Regions from separate parts of the Mus musculus genome. Here region 1 is linked to region 2. A link is a contact called in public Hi-C data. All regions are on one chromosome and are shown on one strand. Each heading gives the region's core, a stretch centred on a gene start, on an enhancer-like site or on the middle of the called end of the contact. The rest is flanking DNA. Distances are from core to core; before and after follow the strand shown.

Region 1 (5,372 bases), core at 2,415-4,914, 1.8 Mb before region 2:
CCCATCATCGATGGCCACTGCTGCCTGGAGGAGGAGGTGCGTTCCCACCTGGAGCCGCTGGGTCTGCACTGCACCTTCATCAACGACTTCTACACCTACCACGTGTACAACGGGGAGGTTCACTGTGGCACCAATGTGCGCAGGAAGCCCTTCACCTTCAAGTGGTGGCACATGGTGCCCTGAGTCACTACCCCAGGCAGCCTCCCTCGAGGACTGTCCTGGCCAGAGGTGGCTGCTCCCCACCCCCACCCCCACCCCGCAGCGAGGTGCAGCAAGAGATCTGGGGATGGTTGGGCTTCCACAGAGGTGGCCACTGTCCCTGCTGTGACATGTTTGCTTCACCCACATCTGGCTCCTGTCCCATCTCTGTGTGTCCTCAAATGGTCCTTGCATAGCAAGCTCAGCTCTGCTTAGAGATGCTGCAATAAAGATGTAGTTTTGTATCTTTAGTTTACCACGGAGTTCCACACCCCCAGCCCCACCCTCCGCAAAGCACATTGGAATCAATTTCAAAGCACCAATGAGGTGAAAAAGCTTCAACTATGGCTGGCAGCTCTTTTGACTTATTTACTCTGCCGTATGTGTCTCTCTCTTTATATATATTTAATAAAAATTAAAAAAAAAAAACAAACCACGGCTGGCAAGATGGCTCAGCGGGTAAGAGCATTGACTGCAGGTCATGAGTTCAAATCCCAGCAACCACATGGTGGCTCACAACCATCTGTAACGAGATCTGACTCCCTTTTCTGGCGTGTCTGAAGACAGCTACAGTGTACTTACATATAATAAATAAATCTTAAGAAAAAAAAAGGGCTTGTGAGATGGCTCAGTGGTTAAGAGCACCGACTGCTCTTCCAAAGTTCCTGAGTTCAAATCCCAGTAACCACATGGTGGCTCACAACTATCTGTGACGCTCTCTTCTGGTGCATCTGAAGACAGCTACAGTGTACTTAGGTATAACTCGGGAGGCAGAGGCAGGCAGATTTCTGAGTTCGAGGCCAGCCTAATCTACAGAGTGAGTTCCAGGACAGCCAGGGCTACACGGAGAAACCCTGTCTCAAAAAACAAACAAACAAACAAACAAACAAACAACCCCCCCCACACACACACAAATTCCTTGGAGCCTAAGGTGATGACACACACCCTTAACTCCCACCCTCCGGAGACAGAGGCAGGTGGATCTCTGTGAATTCAAGACCAAGCTGGTCTATATATTGAGTTCAGGCTAACAGGTCTACACAGTGAGATCCAGAGACAATTAATTAACGTTTAATTAAAATGAGTAAATAGAAACACGTTCCTCAGGCCAGTGAGATGGCTCAGTGGGGAAAGGCACTTGCCATGAAACCAATGGTGAGCCAAGGCTGGTCCCCAGGACCTGAGTAAAGGTGGGGAGAGAGACCTGCCTCTACAAAGCTGTCCTTTGACTGCCACAGGCATGCACTGGGTGGCGCTGGTGTGTCACACATGCTACTTGCCTTTGCCTCCCAAGTACTGGGACTAGAAGTGTGGCCACCATGCCCTACTGTGAGAGAGAGAGAGAGAGAGAGAGAGAGAGAGAGAGAGAGAGAGAGAGAGAGAGAGAGAGAGAGACCACAGTGCACATGTGGAGATCAGAGGACAGCTTGTGAGACTCACTTTCCTCCTTCCACCATGCGTGCTCTGCACATCGGGCTCAGTGGTGAACGTCTTTAACCCACTGAGCTACCTGGCCAGTCCTGACTTTTCTTTAACCTCATCAAGCCAAAAATTCCCTTCATCCCCCTCCCTCAGAGACTGCCTAAGAGTGCTCTGAGACAGACGTGGTAAATGCCACAGACCAGGTGTTCCACAGACCAGGTGTTCCTAAACCCCAGGAAGGGACCCAGTTTCTCATACTGGGACCAAAGCAATTTTACTTGGCGGGAAGCTGAGTAGCTGGGTGGCTGTTCCCTTCCCTCTCCAGGTCCCCCAAGAGAGCTCCTCTCTGCCTCTTCCAGCTTCGGATTGATTGATTGATTGATTGATTGATTGATTGATTGATTGATTGAGACAGGGTCTTCCTAGAAGCCCTAGTCTGTCTGAAACTCCTTTTTTAGCCAAGGCTGCCCTCAGACTTGTAACCATCTTCCCGCTTGAGCCTCCTGGGTGCGTGGATGCAGGTATGCACCTCTGAGGCGGCTGGGAGCTAGCTCCTTCTCTGAGAGGCCAGTAGAATGGAGAAAGAGAGTAATGGAGGCTGCTCTCTCTAGGCTGTGCCCTGCACCAAGGTCTTCTGGGAAATATGAAGTTTCCATACAGAATCTCCTTAATTAACCTAGGCTGGCTCCCTATTCTTGTTCCTCCTGCCTCCATCTACCCAGTTCTGGGATTGCAGACGTGAGCCACCATGCTCGGCTCTTAATGAGCAAATAACAGGGACGTGGAGGCAGATAGTTCTCTACCAAGGAGCTATGCTCCCACCTATCCCCTTTTCAGAACATTGGCACAGTCTTGTTAAATTGACCAATCTAGACTTGAAGTCACTCGGTAATCACAGGCTAGCCTACCTCAGCTGGATCTTTTTTTCCCCCCTGACAACACATACATATACTATGGAATGCAATACAGAATTTGGCGGCTTTTTGAAACAGAGCATCATTCTGAAACCCAGGCTGGTCTCAAACTCACAGAAATCCTCCTGCCTCAGTGTGGGTGCTGAACAGGTGACAGGCAGGGACTACCATGTGTGGCTTTGTAGTCTGATCTAGGAATGCCAATACTGAAGAGACCATGAACCTCAAAGATGTATGTGTCATCTCAGCGACTCCACAGGGCACGAGAATGCTGACCCCCCCCATTTTAGCAGTTTTGAACTGCACAGTAGATATACAATTTCCTTTCTGCTTCGTGTGTGTGTGTGTGTGTGTTCTCACACCACAGTGCACATGTGAAGGTCAGAGGTCAGCCTAAAGGGATAACAGCTGTAAGCCAGGCTGCACAGGTCTAGCCCATGCACCAGCTCCTGCTGCCCATCCCCCACCCTACCCGCCCTGATGCTAACAAGAGACACAGCTGTGACTGACTGGCTTATCATCGTTATCACCCGGGAAAAGGATGCAGATTGCCTGCCAGGATCAGGGATTTGCAGAGCTAGCTATAGCTTCCTGACACTTCTGTGAGCATAGCACTTTACCAAGTACCCCCACTAGCTGCCAAGAAGCACACATCCTAGAACAGTGGTCCTCAACCTTCTTAGTGCTGCAACCCTTTAATACAGGTGGTGACCCCCAACCATAAGCTTATTTCGTTGCTACCTCATAACTGTGATTTTGCTACTGTTATGAATCATAATATGCAGGATATCTGATGTGTGACACCACCACCATCCCAGCCTTGAGGCCAAAACAGGTTGAGAGCTACTGTCCTAGAACCAAGACTCCCCCATAATCTTGAGATGTAGCACCCAGACCAGTGGGAAGGGCAGAGCCCCAAGCTGTTAGACTCCAATTTCCTAGGGCTGCAGGGTCTACAGGCAGCAGCTGCTAAAACTTTGATGCTGAGTAGAAGGATCTCTCCCTTCACCCTTCCCCCTACCTCCTTCTCCTCTTCCTCCTCCTCCAGGCTCACCTGTGAACCCTTAACAAGGGGGCGGGCTGGGGTGGTCCTTACCTCTACTAAAGAGGAAGGCCAGGAAGCCCCACCGTCCTAGGCAATTACTCTGGTGGGTAAGGACTGCTGACAGTGGCTAGCTTGGTAAGCCCAGCCATGTCTTTTCAGAACTCACTCAGCCTGTCTCTGGTCAATCCCACCCATGCCCTCTGCATGGTAGGCATGGAAATCACCTTGGACATCAGCAAGTAAGGCTTAGCGGGTGTCTGTAGGGGTAATGAGAAGGGAGGGTCTGGGCAGAGTCCCTGTGCCCAGAAGTCCGAGGTTAGCGCTCTCAGCTGAACTGACCGACCCCAAGGAAATCTGGCTTGGTCTCTGAGAGCCCTCCCATCCCAGCTCGGGATACTGACTTACAGCTTTCTCTGCCTCTTGCAAGATCCCTGTTAGCTTCGAAGGTGTCCTTGAGTAGGCGGGGGTTGTGTCTTACGGTTCTGGCATCTGCTCACTCCATGACTGTGAAGCTGAGGCTTGTATGTAAAATGAAGATGTGATCCTCACAAGGAGGCTTTGGGGGAGCGGGAGGTTGGGGTGGGACATCCATCAAAGGCGTGGAGGTCCTGGGGGTCGAGATGGTAAGAGAGGCTGAAGACGTTAGCGCCCGCCCCCCCCCCCACAAGCTTCACTGACAACTCTCCTCAATTCCGTAAGATGGATGCAGACTCCAGATCGGGGGCTGTCCTGGAACCCTGTCGCCTCATCGGTTGGTGAGTCTTCTAACCTGTATTGTCTCCTTCAAACCAGGTGTGCACCAGACAAGTGCAAGTCTTTCACCATCCGTGGTTCCCCCAGGATCTTGATCCACATCTCTAGCTCCGTCATCGCTGGCAAAGAGGACACTGTGGTCTGGAGGTCAATGAACCATCCCACAGTGGCATTGGTGAGGATGGTGGCGCCCAGCCCCACTGTGGATGAAGACAAGGTGAGCCATGGAGGGGAGAGGGGTAACCTTTAACCTACCCAGGTGATCTCAATGTGGAAGCTGGCAAGCCTAGCTGAAGGCCATTGGCAACAGGCCTGCCTACCCAAGGCAGACCCAGCTGCAGCTGTCTGTGGGCAGGGAGAGAGAGGCAGTTAAGGGATGGTGAGTGGGCGGAACCTGCCCATCTATGTGTCGGCGGAAGGCAGTTTCCTTCAGCGAGTGGCTCACTTGGGTAAGCACTGTACCTTGAGTCGGGCCAGAACCAGTGTTGTACCCTGAGCTGAGCAGTGCATACCTATTAAGCCCAATTAACCAGGAGGAGGGTCAGCAGTTGGAGGTCCTAACCTGAGCTACAGAGCCAGCTCCAAGCCAGGGCAAACGACTTTAGTGAGCGACAACTGCTTTTGTTGGGTTTTGAGACGGGGTTTCTCTGTGTAGCCCTGGCCATCCTAGAACTCCCTTTGTAAACCAGGCTGGCCTCGAACTCCCACGATCCTCCTACCCCTGCCTCCTAATGACTGGGATTAAAAGTGTGCACCACCTGGCAAGACACCCTCCTAGACGTCCTAAGTGGCTATGGCCCCTGGGTCAGCTCATAGTGGGTCACTGGAAGATTAGATGCTGAAACACAAAGCAGGGTCACATGCTTACACCCAGTCTATGGCTCTGGGCTGTCTCCACAGGTGCTGGTCTCCTACTTCTGTCCTGACCAAGAAGTCCCCACGGCCACAGCTGTGCTGTTTCTCACCGGCATCGGTGAGTCTTCCCTCTAGGAGCTGAGACCCACCCGGCGTTCCTCTGGAGAGCAGGGCAGGTCTTGTGA
Region 2 (5,654 bases), core at 135-2,634:
ATGAAGGTTCAGGGTGACACCCAAGGTGACACAGAGAGGAAGTGGCAGAGCCAGGCTCAAGTTCCTTGAGGGCATCTTTTAAGTCCAGGGGAGTGGGAAACTGAGGCTGGAAGCAGCATCTTCGGTGATGCCCAGAGGTTCAGGCGGTTTGGTAGGGTTCTAACTAGGAGGATGGGGCCCTGGGTTCCTTCCTGACTTCTCAAACATACTGGGTAATTGGGGATTTTGGTGGCCTTGTCTTTCTGCCTAGCTGATTCACCCTGAGGAGTCTTCACTACTGTGTCTTCAGAGCCTACACGATGACACATAGTAGGTGCTCAATAAATATACCCCGTGAGTGGCGTCCTGGGAAGCCCTACAGGGGTGTGTTCCCTCCTACTTGAAGGCAGCAGTGGCCTCAGGATCAAACCTGCAGATTTAGCCAGCCCCAGCTTCTACTCTGGGTCACCCCTGGCAAGGACAAGGACATCATGGAGGCCAGTTTTGAACCTAACACTGGGTCAAACTCTGAAGTCAGCTCACCCTAGTTAACCTCTTTGCTCTGACTGCCTGGTCCTGGCCAAAATCATCCCATTGTTCCCAGACTCAGTTTTCCCGGATGTAAAAACCTGTAATGTGAAATGTCCCCTACTCTGTAAAAACCCGCAGCGGGGCGAGAAGCCACGCCCCCGTCACAGCAGGAAGGGGCCGGGCCTTTCCGGGACTCTAGGGCTTCCCAGGCCTCGGGGAACTGAGTCTGGAGACACAGAGGGTGGGAGTGGGTGCCTGGAGCTCCCAGTACGCAGGGGGCGTCCAGTGACCCTGCGTGACCTTGAGCAAGGTCCTTTCTTCCCTTCAAACCCAGCGACCGGTGCCCTGGGCTGTGCTGGCAGGCGGGGGCCGCTGGCATGCTCGTTGGCATCAGTTTCCCCTCCAGCTACTCAGGAGTCCCGAGAGCACTTCCGGGTTCGGAAGCGCAGTGGAGGCGGCGTGGGGACGATCGGGGCTCCCCGCGGGCTTACCTGGAGGCGGCAGCGACGGATGGGACGACGGCAGAACTTCTGGCAGCCCCGCAGCTCCCGCCCTGGCGCTCCCCGCCTGTTCTCTCCCTGGCCCAGCCGCCCCACACCGGCCCGGGCCGGTCCCGCCTGCGCAGCCCTAGGGCCCGGGCCTTCCGGGCTGGGCCGGGCGCACCGCCACCTAAGCCACCAAAGCCATCGCCCGGGTGCTGGCCTTGGGACGGGACCCGCACTTCTGTGTCTCCCGCTCCCCAGGAAGCGAGAGCGCGGGGCACAGGAGGGGTCTGCAGAGAGTGCTCACCAGGGGCTGGGCTGGCATGAGGGGAGTTCGAGCAGACACTTGAAGGGGAAGCTTCCAAATTTTGCCGCCACACTTGAAAAGAGCCTGTCCCAGAAGGTGCCTCCCCCTCCTGTGCACACTGCTCGGTGAAATTTGCAACACCCACGCCTTCTGATCGTTCTTTCACTTTCTCTAATGCTCGCCAGTCGTTGCACCCGTGGCTCTTCCGTCCCACGGGCCTCCGTTTTGGGGTTCCATTCCTGTTAGACTAGCCACCCACTCAGCTCTAGTCTTTGAACAAGTATTTGCTGAGCACCTACTACGTGCCAGCAAGGTTATGGATTAGCACACCAGGCCTTCGGGCCCATATTTTAATCGTAGTATTTAACACTGAAGTTGATTGTTTTCCTGTTTGCCAATTTATAATCTGGGTATCCCACACTAGAACTTAAAGACCCCAAGAATGGAAGGGGGGGTTGTCTCCCATGCCTCATCCTCCGCTCTCCTCATTTGGGAGCCGGCTCTTGGTTGCCCAGGCAACCTGTGAAATTTCATCACACCTAATCTACAGGTGAGGAAGTAGGTGGCCATCCTGGTCAGGGCTGGAATCTGAGTCACCATGACCTCTGACGTCGTTGCTCTTTCCCCTGGAGAAGATAGGCTGGAGTTGGAAATGGAAAAAGTTCTCGAGCGGACAGATGAGACGTGCGGCATTCCAGCAGGGAGCCTTATGACTCAGGATCCGACTGGAACGCTAGAGGGCCTCCATCACCTGATCTCTCTATCGGCCAATCAGGACCTAGAAGAGCTAGGAGGTTATTGTAGGTCAAAAAAGGACAGTTGTGGAGGGTTGAAGGATTCTAGCTGAGATTCTGGGCATCACTAAGTTGGGGAAATAACCATACCAAGGTGGCACGCTCCCCCCGCCCCCCGCAAATATCATGGAATTTTAAAAGATCCTATTGTTGTCTATGAGGAATGGAGGATTGGAGTGACCAGAGGCCACCGATTAAGAAGCGGTCCTGAGCTGAAGTAGCCAGCCTCAGCCTGAGCAACTAACTACCTTAGCCTTTCAGATGTGAGACAGCTGCCGTTTTTTTTTTTTTTTTAATTTCAGCATAAGTTGATTTTAGTAAGTTCTTGATATTAAAAAAAAATAAATGTAACTCTGAAAGTTAAAAAAAAACGGTCATTCTCTAATGGAAAACAGAATCACAATGGATAAAGAAAATCAATATGGAAAATAGTTTTAGAAAAGAAGACATACTCAAAACAAAGTGATCGCTTAGGTGGGGTTTGGGGACAGTAAAGACGCAGGGAGAACACTGCGAGTGACTCCTCTGCTTTTAGTCCATAGCCACATATCAATATTGATTTTTTAAAAAAATCTTGTCCAATGTATCAGTGTTAAGATTGGAAAGTAAGGCAAAGGTCACATGGATTTTTGCTGAGGACTCTGCACTATTTCTGAAACTCTCCTGTCCGCTGGTCGCTCTAAAGCCCTTGTCACACACGTTTGCTAAGCAAGTGACAGCTTGCATCCTTACTGTAGTTACAGGTTGCCTCTGAGCTAAGCCCTGCTTTGCCTTTGTTTAAAAGGATCAGCAGGGCCTGATGGTGAAACCACAGCTCCTTGTTGCAGCGTGGTGCCAAGGCTGAGGCAGGGGGATCACAGGCTTGAGGCCTTCTGGGGGCTTTACAATGAGTCAAAGGTCATCCTAGGTAATTTAGTGAGACCATGTCTCAAAAATAAAAAGGCGAGGAAGGCTACAGCTCGGTGGCAGGGCCCTGGCCTGGCAGGTTCCTTCCCTTGACATCCATAATGAAGGAGTGGGCCCTGCGGGCCCTGCTTTTAGAGTCTGAGGGCAGCAAACGGGCCTCTCCACAGAAAGAAGTGAGGATAGTGTTCTCCCTGAGTGATTTAAGGCCTTTTAACATGTGGCTATGTACTAGCTAATAATGAATTTTGTATCACCAGGGTATTTGTCTCAGACTTTTAAAATGTATCATATTACGGGAGGGATGTCAAAGGTTCTCTTGTCTTTATTGGAGGTTGGCCCCAGGATCTGGAATGAGTGTTGAACTTTGGAAGTATAGCCCCGTCCCTCTTTTTAGGTCAGAGGAGGATATCAGGTATCCAGTTCTGTCACTTTCCACTTTTTCCTTCAAGGCAGGGTCTCTCCATGAACCTAGAGCTACCCTCTCATTTCCAAGGGGATGAAAGAAGGTTCAGACCTTCAGTGTGGACCAGAGCCTGGCCCTGCACTCGAGGCCTCTTGCCTGTCCTTTCCACTCACATCCCCCTGCAGCACTGCCTGACTTCTCTGCCCACTCCAGGGCAGCAGTGACCTTGCCTGTACTCTTGTCCCCAAGCTCTGATGTTCCAGAAGATGGTTGGGACCAGGTCATCTTCAAAGAGACAGTAGTATTAGAATATCTTTGCCCAGGGACCCCAAAGATACCTTGGCTGGGACCCACCCTAAGCCAGGAATGACAGGGGCTGTGGGTCTAGGTCCCAAGCTAAGACACGGGGCAGTAGTTATTTGATCAAATGAGGGCATTCTTCAAGCCTGGGACTCCAGTGTTCTCACCTGTGGGATTCCAAGCAGCGAAGCCTGGAGAGGGGTAGTCAGCAAGCCCAGCCTGCTTTTTAATCTTTCTTCCTTCAGCAACCTGCTCATCTCTGAATCCCCACGGTTCCTGTAGTTCATTTCATATTTTCTGTGACATTTCTCCCACACCCATAGGCAGCGATCAGATTTTAGGTTCGTTCTATTCACAAAGGAGGATTCACATTGCTAAATCTGGGCTAATTCCTAAAATCTCTAGCATAGACTGACCGTGCAACCTTAAGCAGGTAGATTCACCTGTCTGATCTCAGTGTCTTCCTCTGCACGAGAGGGAACACAGTGAGTGGTTCAGCGCCACAAGGCTGTCAGGAAGCCATAACGTGTCAGTTAGGGAAACGCCTGCCTGTCTTATGAGTACTGGGCAAACACTCTCCCACCAAATGGTAACAAAGTATTTCCTTGACCAACTGAAAACTCTGGGGTGGATTTTGTCTCCAGGAAGTAAAACGGGCCTGGAGGAGTAGGTGGGGAGACAACGTTCTTTTGCTGTCTGCCTGGCAGTCATCCCAAATGTCACACACAAGAGGCCAACAGGAGAGATGCCGTCTGTTCACCCTCTGGGAAAGGGTGTTCTTCAGGACTATGCTGGCTGCCTGTGAGAACCGGAGCTCATGCACACCCTCAACACTCTCGCTGCACTGGGAATTGTCTGGCCTTATAAGAAAAATAAGAAGTCACTGCCTTTTTCAAGGCAGTATACTGCACTCATGTTCTTGCTCGCTTTGGTATTTATTTTGTGAATTGCATTGGGGATGACTGGACCTAGGGCTTCACACATTCCAGGCAAACATTTTACCGCTGAACTCTACCCTCAGCCTGACACACAGTCAGACAGAAGGAGCCCTTGATGTGACCTCCTCACAGGCGTTCAGAAGCATATGGCCCCTCCATCGATCGGCTTGTGGCTCAACCAGGCCCTGAGCAGTTGGGACATCCAGGGAATCTTAGGACTAACGGAGTCAGACTTAACTCAGTCTGAGAAAAGGGAAGCAGAGAGCCAAAGACCTTGCTCAACAGCATGTGACCACTGACCAGGGCCAGGCACCCAAGGATCCAGTGGCAGAGTCCTCTCATCTCTCCTGACAAAGGTCCTGTCACCATGAACTGTGCCCTCCTGTTAGTCTCCTACTGCAGGAAATGGGGTGAATGGGAAAGGACAGTGCACAAGGCCTGGGGAGTCCCTCCAGAGTTTTAAGTCTGATCACAGGGACTCTCCGAGACAAACTTCCAGCTCCCACACTGGGCTTCTTGCTCTCCCACTTCCTCTTTGCTTGAACCCACCAGGGCTCATTTCTGAGGGTGGATTCCCACCCCCCCCCCCCCGCGCTGCATGAAAAAAGAAGCCCAAATAGTCCTGAAGAGATGACCCAAGGACCTTTCTAGCGACTGCCGCTCTGAGGCTGAGGTGGGGTGACACCGCCGAGGACCGTTGCATTTACGAGATGTTTTATCTTTATGACAAAGGAGCAAATAGGGCCGTAGATGTGATAAGAAGAGAGGCGCCATCTGGAAAGCTTTCGTTCTGTCATGTGAGTCTGGGAGTCTGATGGAGAGCTGAGTCTCTCTCTCTCTCTCTCTCTCTCTGTCTCTCTCTCTGTCTCTGTGTGTGTGTGTGTGTGTGTGTGTGTGTCCATGTCCCCTGAGATTCTCTGAGTCAAGCCCTCATGGTACGCAACTGGTGATCTCAGCGTAGATCCTAAGGACAATTCCTGGACCCACCCTCTCCACACCTCCCCATCTCTGTCT

What was found. Hi-C and Micro-C count contacts between places; a contact is called where the count stands out from the background.
Region 1: a contact with region 2 is called in a Hi-C map of B cells, with 8 read pairs. The contact joins the promoter of Padi6 here to the promoter of Tmco4 in region 2.

What each region holds. Positions count from the first base shown.
Region 1 is chr4:140,740,935-140,746,306 of GRCm38.p6, reverse strand. It overlaps Padi6 (peptidyl arginine deiminase, type VI), which reads left to right and starts at 3,664. Exons shown (of 16, transcript NM_153106.2): 1 at 3,664-3,818; 2 at 4,372-4,549; 3 at 5,233-5,305. The coding sequence starts at 3,727. It overlaps Padi4 (peptidyl arginine deiminase, type IV), which reads left to right. Exons shown (of 16, transcript NM_011061.2): 16 at 1-799. The coding sequence ends at 183.
Region 2 is chr4:138,968,635-138,974,288 of GRCm38.p6, reverse strand. It overlaps Tmco4 (transmembrane and coiled-coil domains 4), which reads right to left and starts at 1,384. Exons shown (of 17, transcript NM_029857.3): 1 at 1,002-1,384.